2 separate regions of the Sus scrofa genome follow, and region 2 is linked to region 1. A link is a contact called in public Hi-C data. All regions are on one chromosome and are shown on one strand. Each heading gives the region's core, a stretch centred on a gene start, on an enhancer-like site or on the middle of the called end of the contact. The rest is flanking DNA. Distances are from core to core; before and after follow the strand shown.

Region 1 (4,631 bases), core at 118-2,617:
CTGAATTTCCCGTTTAAGGAGAACCCTGGCCTTGTGCACCCAGAGCCTGTCTTCCGGAGGCCGTGGTTTCCACGCCCGGCACAACTCGGCTGTCCTCACCACTCTCCTTCAAACCACAAGTGGAAGATGGGTGGGACGAGAAACCAGCGAGGGGCGCTCACGGAGCTGCGCGCCTGGCGAGCGATGCAGGCCCGCGCAGCGAGGCACGGGGCTCTGCTCTGGAAGGCCAGTCCTCCATCTGCCAAGATTAGACCACTCTTCCCCTCCCGTGATGGTAAATCTGGCCAACACGCCCCCTTCTCACACCCGATGCCCGCAATACCCCAGCAGGAAGAGAACGTACCCGCTTTCACCTGCCCCGAACTCCGCTGCCCCACGAGGCGGCAGCTCAAATTCCACCCTCTTTATCCAAGCGACCCAAACCTTCCAGCGCCCTCACCACGGACTCGGAGCTCAGAGTCCCGGGCACCCTGCCTCTCTCCCGCCCTGCTGGCCCAAGGACAGACATTACAGGGCTCCCCACCGCCCAGCGGCCCTTCACACCGCCGCGGGCGCTCTCGCCGGCCGGCCGGCCAGTTCTCCACCTGCTGCCGGGCGCCTTCGCCAAACTTCCACCACCGACGAAACGCACGCGAGCGCGCCTCCCACGGGCCGCCGGCAGTGGGACCCTGGGCAGGGCGCTTGCCCCTTCCCACCGTTTCCCTGGCTGTCAAAGGCAGTAGCGGCAAGTCCCACGCCGCCCGGCGAGGACGCGCGGGAAGCGGGGAGAGCGCCGCCGGCCCCCGAGCCTCGGCGGGTGAGGGACCCGCTGCCGCGAGGCCGCCCCCTCGGCGCTCGAGACCCCGACCATTCCCAGCGGCCCTTCTCGGAGGAGGCGCGCTGGGGACGCCCGCCCGCCCAGCCTCGGAAGGACCCCAGCCTCGCCCCCGCCCGCCCCGCGCCGGCTCAGCCTGGCGCAGCGCGGCGCCCGCCGGGGCACCCCGGCCGCTCACCTCACCGCCTCAGCCCACCGGGCGCCGCCGCTGCTGCTGCTGCCGCCGCCGCTCAGATCTCCCTCTTCTACGCCCGCGCCCACGTATCGCGAGACGTGCGGCTGCGCTCTCGCGAGACCTGGGCGGGACCAGCCGTGAGCTCCGGATCTGCGCGCCTGCAGGTCACGGGGACTCCGCGTCCGTCCCCGGAGCTACCTACTCCCGGCAGAGGCCGCAAAGAGGGGACTCGGAACCAAAGCCGGCCCGCCCGCGGGACTCTCGTGGTGCCCCCACCTCCAGCGTGTCGGCTTCCACTTGGCGGCTGCCTTGCGCCGTATTGTGTGGAATAGCACCGTCCAACGGTGGCCTCTTAGAGCCAAACTTCCCTGCACTCCCTTTCCCCGGTTTTACCACTACGGTATTTGCTTGAGTTAATGCGTTTTAACTTTTCACAAGGCCCTCTGAAAAAAGGCCAAATGCTATTCTACTAAGCTGTCCTCACAAAAGGCTGCGCTTCTAAGCTGGAGCCGTCGGGGCGCGGGGACCTCGTCTGGGTCTCAGTTCTCCAGGGAGCAGTGGTCAGCCTGTCCCTCCTCGAATTACGGCCACCTGGGTCCAGCAGCGTGCCTCCCGCGCCAGCTAGGCGCCCGAGGGCCTGCACCGAATTCCCTTCTTCCAGAGAATAAAAGACACGTTAGTGTGGCCAGAACGAACTGGATGGGAAAGCGGAGAATGTGATAGTGAAGGCAGGACGGAGGGCTCTCCGGTCTTAACTGGCCGACTGCAAACGAAAACAAAACGAAAAATTTGAGTCTGGCCAGCAGCATCCTTCAGGGATCTGGACTCAGCCCTAGGACCCTGATGGAGATTCCTGGCTACCTCTCCCCTCCCCAAGCAGTCTTGGGATTTAATCATCGCTACAGTCAATAAACTCTTTTGGGGGGGGGCTTTTTTAGGGCCCCACCAGCAGCATATGGAAGTCCCCAGGCTACGAGTCGAATAGGAGCTACAGCAGCTGGCCTAGGCCACAGCCACGCCATTGCGGGATCTGAGCCGCATCTGTGACCTACACCACAGCTCAGGGCAACGCCGGATCCCCCACCCAGATTCGAACTCGAATCCTCAAGGGTACTAGTCGGATTCCTTTCCGCTGTACCACAGGACTCCCATCAATATACTCTTTTTAAAAAACTTTAATAAATAAATAAATAACTTTTATCACTCAATGAATTTTATTATAGTTGTACGATTATCACAACCCAATTTTATAGCATTTCCAGGAACTGGTTTTGAGGAAACCAATCAATTTAAAAAAAAACAAAAAACAAAAACTTAAAAACACAGACATTCATTCCTCTTACGGCCTATACGACCTTACAGAGTCGCATCACAACCCTGGACAGGGGCACGGAGGTAAGGGAACACACCATGTCGCTGCTTGCTTTGGCAACGACCTTTAAGTCTTTGGAGCCTGGAATATTACAGCAACATTTTCCAGTGAAAAAGCAAAGCACAGCCACCCCATGCATAATTCACACCAAATGTCTTCTCTGATTGTCCTGGGAACTCGTCACTGCTTCAAGAATGGATGTATTTCCAGATCATTCACCCGAGAGATGGGAAAAAATCCCCAGACTGAAGTTTCACATTTGTCCACATTACGCTGGGTAGCCAAAATACCACCTGGAAACTGCGGGCTGTTCTTGGAGGGAGGATGGAAGCCTGTTTCTCCGTAACACGCTCAGTCACAGCAGGAGAGGAGAACGTTATGTAAAGGTGTCTGTGTGTGTTTCTCTGCCTCCCACTGTTTCTGTCCTCCCCCCAGTAGGCCTTTTCATCTTTTTATCTTTGCCCCTCCCTTAGGAAAAAAGGTCCCCCATGTGTCCTTCCTGCTGCAGCCCAGATCAACCTCGGGTCTCCCCAGCCCCACGCCAGGGAAGAGCTCAGGCTGCATCTGCAGTGAGGAGGAACCAGGGACAGGAGAAGACACCCGGTCCTTCACAGAGCTCCCCTCCTCCCTCCCTGGTACCGTGTGGCCAAGAGGTACAGCTCTGATGACTCCTTCCTGCTGGCTGCGGGTTTTACAGTCCTGGTGTTCTGGAATGCCTCTGTCAGTCTCTTCTGCAACCGATGGCTCTGACTGCCAGCCCAGATTTTACAAAGGAACGCCCCCCCGGGGTGGAGGACGTCTGGGGCCATGTCCAGCAGGGACAGGCACAGGCTGATGAGCCTATCATGGTCCAGGCCCCGGATCCCAGTGGCATTGGGTGCCATGTCACTCAGAATCACATCCGCTTTCCCACCGGGGAGCAGGTCCCGGATTCTCTGGAAGGTTCTTGGGTCGGTCACATCGGCAGGGCACAGAAAAGTGGCTCCTTCCAGGGGGAGGATGTGAAGAAGATCGACCCCGAGCACAAAGCCAACAGGAGCCGTGGCGTCTGAGGAAGAAACGGTGAGTGCACTGACTTACGCCGCCATCTCCCCGCAACAAAACAGCAGAACAGAGACGAAGGCAGGACCGAGGAAGAGCCAAACACGCAGCCCGGGGCCTCTCCCGCTCTCCACACGTCCTGCGACCACCCGTGGGGGCGGGGTCCTTCCCGCTACCTCTGAGGGGGCCGAAGCCCAGAGAGGAAGAGCCACCTCCCAGGCCTGACTCCACCTCCGACTGCATTTCACGCCCTGAGGATTCTTCTCTCTGGGTGGTCCTTTGGATTAACTAAAACCTAATGACACGCTTGAATAGAAGATGCCCCTGGACCGTATCAACAAATCCATCCTGCAGCTTCTCCAACTTCCTTCAATGTAGGAACTATTCAAAACAAGCCAAGAGATGTGGACATGGACAGACGCAAAATAAGGTAAGAAAACTGGGGAGTTCCCATCCTGGCGCAGCAGAAACGAATCTAACTGTATCCGTGAGGACGCAGGTTCGATCCCTGGCCTCGCTCAGTGGGTTAAGGATCCGGCGTTGCCATGAGCTGGGGGGTAGGACACAGACCCGGCTCGGATCTGGTATTGCTGTGGCTGTGCCTGTGGTGTAGGCCCACAGCTCCAGCTCCAATTCGATCCGTAGCCTGGGAACCTCCATATGCCGCAAGTGCAGCCCTAAAAAGACAACACACACACACACACACACACACACACACACACAAAACTGACACCTTGCCTGTATTTGAGTGATACCAACTGTGAAATAAAAAGATGTCGCTGTGCGGCCTTACCCAAAACAGGACTTCCTGCCTGTGTGGCTGCCGTCCGCAGTCTCCACCACCCTTCCTCACGCAGCACTCGCGCTGAAAGCATCCCCTCCCTGCTCTGCTCTGCTGATCGGGGCCCGGGTGCATACATGAAGGGCACAGCTGCAGCCTCAGAGCTCAGTCTGCTTAGCCAAGAGGCTGCTCCAAGGGCAAGGGGCAGGGTGTTTTATCTCTAAAGACTGGAGGAGTTCCCTGGTGCTCTAGCAGTTAAAAGGGTCTGGTGGTGTTCCTGCTGCAGCTCAGGTTGCTGCAGTGGCATGGGTCAAACCCACAGGCCGTGGCGGCGCATGCATGAATAAAGAGGAGTTCCCCTGTGGTACAGTGGGTTAAGAATCCAACTGCAGCAGTCTGGAGTGCTGTGAGGGTGCAGGTTAGATCCCCAACCCCACGCCATGGGTTA
Region 2 (5,323 bases), core at 2,741-5,240, 60 kb after region 1:
AAAGCCACAAAGGGTTTACGTCACAAATAGAGAAAGAACTGCTACAACTCAAAGAAAAAAAGACAATCCCATAAGAAAATGGGCAAAAGATAAAAACAATCAGTTCAGAGAGGCCTACAGGGTGAAAGTATTACAAGAAACTAAACCACACTAGGAACTGAAGAAAAGGAAATTTAAAAAAACAAAATATGTTCTTAATTTATCTAATTCCGAAGCAAGTTTTTTAAAATGGTGGGTATTTGGGGTTTGTTTTGTTTTGTTTTGTTTTTTTGCCGAGGGCAGAGCATGTGCAAGTTCCTGGGCCAGGGATCAGACCTCAGCAGCAAGCCAGCTGCTGCCGTGACAATGCCAGATCCTTAACCAGCTGCACCACAGGAGAACTCCCTAAAAAGTGGTATTCAGTGTTAGTAAGACCATGGGCAAAGGATGCACTGCCATCATAGGTATAAACTAGTAATAGCCGCCAGAGAGAATAGCTGGTTAAAATGAAAAATGTGCAGCCCTGTGACCCAGCAACTGCCCTTGGAGGACTTTTTGTGGTAGGCAGCATAAGGGCCCCTAAAGGTACTCACATCCTAAGTTAGACTGAATTCCTGAAAGGGGAATCAACGGCAGCTGAGTACGTTAGGTCACACAGCAAAGGAGAATTAAACGCAGGTGAAATTCAGGTTGCTCACCAGCTGACCGTAGGGGAGTTCCTGTTGTGGCTCAATGGGTTAAGAACCCAATGCAGTGTCTGTGAGGATGTGAGTGCCCTTCCTGGCCTTGCTCAGTGGGTTAAGGATCCGGCGCGGCCGTGAGCTGTGGTGTAGGTTGCAGACATGGCTCAGATCCAGTGTGACTGCAGCCTAGGCCGGCAGCTACCGCTCGAATTTGACCCCTAGCCTGGGAATGTCCATATGCTGCGAGGGAGGCCTTAAAAAGACAAAAAGAAAAGGGCAAGGAGATGGACTGCCTGGTGGGCCCAATGTAATCCCAAGGGGCCTTAAAAGTAGAGCAAGAGGACAAGAGAAAGAGACTCAGCGAGTGGACAGCACAGGAAAGGCAAGGCCACAGGGGCAGGCGCAGGGGGGGATCAGGCGAGGAATGTGGGAGGCACCCTGGGCTGGATACGGCCAGCAAGCAGCTCCTCCCTCGGGGCCTCCGGAGGGAGCGCAGCCCTGCCCACACCTGGGTTTAGCCCAGGGAACCCTGCTTTGGACTACTGACCTCCAGAACTGTAAAATGGCCAACTTTTGCTGTTTAGGCCGCCAGGTTTGTGACTTTGTTACAGCAGCAGTAGAAACCAAAACATCACCCAGGGAAACCGCGACACGCGTGCCTCAGGTGTAGGATGCCTGAGCACACGCACGTACAAAACATAGAACCAGAGAGGATCCGCCCCAAACGGGTTAAGTGGGGGTGACGGCAAACGGGTGGAGACTTCAGAAGGTTCTGTATGTTCTGAAGAGAATGTGTTTGTCCATGTTCCCCATAACTGAGAGTTAAATTTTTAGGAAGGGAGTTATCACTCACAGCTTAAGCTTCAAGGAATTAAAATGTAACAAGACTGCAATGTTAAAATGTAACAAGGCTGCAAACCACAGTGCACACAATTCCCCCGCCCCCGACAATCCTAAAGGTATTACAAAGACATAGACCCCACAGTCCCCACAATTAATACTTTTTTTTCTTGTCTTCTTAGGGCTGCACCTGCGGCATATGGAGGTTCCCAGGCTAGGGGTTGAATCGGAGCTGTAGCCACCAGCGTACGCCAGAGCCACAGCAACGTGGGATCCAAGCCGCATCTGCAACCTACACCACAGCTCTCGGCCACGCCGGATCCTTAACCCACAGAGCGAGGCCAGGGATTGAACCCAAAACCTCATGTTCCTAGTCAGATTTGTTTCTGCTGCACCACGATGGAAACTCCAACAATTAATACTAATGGTAGTATTTGGACAACAGCAGAGAAAAGGAAATTCGTTGTATACCCATAAGCCACAACTTCTCAACAGCCAGAATCAACCTTTGCTAAACCATGAGATACACATAACATCTTTGTATAAAATTCACTCTCAAAGGCTTAGATTTTTTTTTTTCCTTTTTTTGGCCGCACCTGCGGCATGTGGACATTGCCAGGCCAGGAATCAAATCTGCGTCACAGAGGCAACCTGAGCTGCTGCAGTGACAATGTTGGATCCTTAACCTGCTGCACCACAGGGAACTCCTGAAAGGCTTAGATTTTCTGACTCCAGCCCATCCAACCACCATCCCCAATAAGACATCATACCCCCTAAGCATTGCCCACTTTGGGTTTTTTTGTTTGTTTGGTCTTTTTAGGGCTGCACCTGTGGCATATGTAAGATCCCAGGCTAGGGGTCCAATCGGAGCTGCAGCTGCTGGCCTACACCACAGCTCACGGCAACACCAGATCCTTAACCACTGAGCAAGGCCAGGGAGGGAACCCACATCTTCATGGATTCTAGTCGGGTTCATGACCACTGAGCCACAACAGGAACTCCACATTGCCCACTCTGGGCAAGTCACTTGCCTCTGGGTTTAGTTTTCCCAATGTAAAAAGCGAAAAAAGAAAATCTGAGTTTTGGTCTACCATTTCACCTGCCTCACAGGATGACCATAAGGATATGAACAGAACAAAACGAGAGGCTACGTACATCTCGAAGGTCCATGAACCACACTTTGAGACGCAGTCAGCTATAGGAAAGCACTCAGTAAACTGAGAAGCGCTACCCTGATGGTAGCAGAACACCGAATACCACCACCACAGCCCCAGGGAAGGCCAGCAGGCAGAAATCATTCAGTGCCAGCCAGCCCCGTTCCTGCAAAGAGACCTGAGCCGCCACCACATCCAGCAACTCTAAATTGTTTTACAGTCCTCAGAGGAAAAAGCATTCCTACCCACACACTGCCCCGCAGGTCCAAGTGTGACCCCGCCAAGGAGTCCAGTCAGGGGCCCTGGTATGGGTGGGTGAACGCTGGGCCAACCTGTGCCCTCAGGAACACAATGTTCTAACCAGGAGCAACAGCCATCACATGCTTCCCTTACGCAGCTTCCAGTCAAAGGAAATACAACTACAGACCAATGGCGGAGGGGGGGGCTGTTTACATGCAGACTCACCCAGGGTCTTTCCCGTCAATTAGGCCAACGCAATGCACTGCCCACCCCCTCGCCCCTACCCGCAGCGGCTTCACTCCACTCCTGCCTCCTCTTCTCCCTAATGAATCAACTCTCAGAGCCCTCCAGAACGCATCGGAAGCACAGCCACCGCAAGGACACCTTTCCAGACTCTCCAGGCAGAGTCGCCGACCTTGTGCCCACCACCACCACCAAGCAGCAGCAGTAACTCAGACCAACACCCACCTACATCTACTCTCCAGTTAGAGAGGTGAGGGGGGACCATTTACACAGGAAGATCCTAGAAAAGCCAAGCCTCACGCATGCTTCTTCGTGTTCACGCTGATCCATCAGAAAAAGCACTTAGGGAGAAATACAGCGGGCTGACGGGTGAAAACGCCCAAGTCCCGGGCGACCAGAGTACTTGCCAAGGCCGGACAGGTCCAGGGACGGCGCCCCACGCGGTGGGCAGGCCGGCACGCAGGAAGCGCGCGGAGGCCTGGCCTCGGGGCCCCCAGGGACCGGGGCAGCCCCGGGGAGACGCGGGCAGAAGCGCGCGGCGAGGTGCAAACGCGCGCGCTGGGCCGCGGAGCCACGCGCCCTCCTGGGCGTGGACGCGGGAGTGGGAGGGGGACCCGGCGGGGCGCGCGGCGTCGGGGGGCAGAAAGAAAACCGAAGGCCGAGGGGTCTCGGGCCCAAGCCGCGCCCGGCCTGCTGGGCGCCCGCCGTACCTGCTACCGGCGGGTCCGCCTCTTCGTCCGCCTCCGCCTCAGGTGCTGCAGCGACTGGCGCCGCGGGCAGCGGGTCCATCGCGCCGCCAGTCATGTGAGCGCGCGCCACGTGACTTCCTCCACGCCTGCCCGGCCGCTGCCCGGCCTCGCCACGCCCACTCCGGGCCGCCACGCCCATCCCCGCCCTGGCCCCGCCCCGTCTCGCCCCGCCCCAGCCACGCTGCAGAGGGGAGGGCAGGTGGCGCGGTCCAGGCCCGCGCTCGCAGCCCCGCGTCCGCCGCGGCTCCCCGCGCGTTCTCTGCCGGCGCCCTCGCCCACTCATCAGCCCCCACCTGCCCTCTCTCAGGCACCCATCCACTCGTTCATTCACCCGCTCCCCGCTCATCCGCTTACTCACGTCCTCGTTCGTCTGCCCACTCAGGAGCCTGCTCATTCATTTGCTCACTTACCCACCCTGTCATTCAGTCGTTGGCTCATTTACCCCTCCACCCACTCGCTCGCTTACTCAAGTCTCCCGACTGCCGCCTGGAGGCCAGGCAGCCCCTGTGCTGGGTGCTGAGGATACAAAGCTGCATTAGGTACTTCCCCATCTGGAGGACAGACGGGCCACCAGAGTGGAGCAAATGTCCCGACTGCCAAAACCAAAACAAGGCTGCAGGAGCGCCGCACCAAAGGGTTCCCGCGGCACTGCCGGGGTAAAGGCTCTCAGGATGACTAGAGCCCGACCCGAGGCTGGAGGAATGAGGAATTCAGCAGGAGGAGGGAGTGGGTCCCCGCATCCACGAAGGCCCTGAGACATCACACGGCGGCACACGCTGTGGTGTTCCTGGAGCTGAAAGCGTGGGGGCAGAAGAGGAAGCTGGAGCGGTGGGTAGGGCCCCATCAGGGAGCGTCTTGTTTACCAAGTAAGGACCCTGGATGGATCCCCTAATACTGGGATGCCTCTCAGTGCTCAGGGGGGGAGCCGGGAACAGTAACCAAGAGCCCAGAGCCCCTGGGAGGGTCCTAGGAAGGACCCCAGTCTCCCCAGGGGGTTCGTTCTCCTTGCTATAGCTACTGGACATCTTTGGGAGTTGGTACCAACAACAAGCTGGCTCCCAGCATAACTGAGGAAGTGCCATCCCCTTCCGCAGATGGGCACATAGCTGCTTTCCGAAGCCACAGAGGGACACGGCTGAGCCTGACACCTCCCCCATCCCATGCTTTTCCTTCCGCCAGATCGGCTTCCTTTAAGCTGTTTTTGCATCAAATGATGTCCTCAGCAATTTCTCCCCTCCAAGGCCTGGTCTCTCCCCGCTTCTCCCTCCCCCTCTTCTCCCTCCTAATTTCCAGGTATTCTTTGCTACGTATCTCTGACCCCCCCCCCAGATTATAAGATCTTTGTTAAATATCTAAACACTCACTGCGCCTTGAAAACTGAAGCATTAAACAAGCATAAAATTAGACATTACTGGAGAAAAACGGCATATTAAAT

The links. Hi-C and Micro-C count contacts between places; a contact is called where the count stands out from the background.
Region 2: a Hi-C map of alveolar macrophages shows a contact between it and region 1, with 2.2 times the contacts expected there. The contact joins the promoter of SNX8 here to the promoter of MAD1L1 in region 1. A contact is called at or near these places in 1 of 5 promoter capture datasets (liver), 12 of 47 Hi-C or Micro-C datasets (alveolar macrophages, blood, embryonic fibroblasts and 4 more) and 1 of 2 datasets of contacts at active chromatin or transcription factors (alveolar macrophages).

The regions. Positions count from the first base shown.
Region 1 is chr3:1,557,979-1,562,609 of Sscrofa11.1, forward strand. It overlaps MAD1L1 (mitotic spindle assembly checkpoint protein MAD1), which reads right to left and starts at 1,368. Exons shown (of 18, transcript XM_021085975.1): 1 at 993-1,368. It overlaps MRM2 (FtsJ RNA methyltransferase homolog 2 (E. coli)), which reads right to left. Exons shown (of 3, transcript NM_001184754.1): 3 at 2,185-3,409. The coding sequence ends at 2,970.
Region 2 is chr3:1,615,001-1,620,323 of Sscrofa11.1, forward strand. SNX8 (sorting nexin-8) reads right to left here and starts at 3,991. Exons shown (of 11, transcript XM_021085985.1): 1 at 3,850-3,991. The coding sequence starts at 3,943.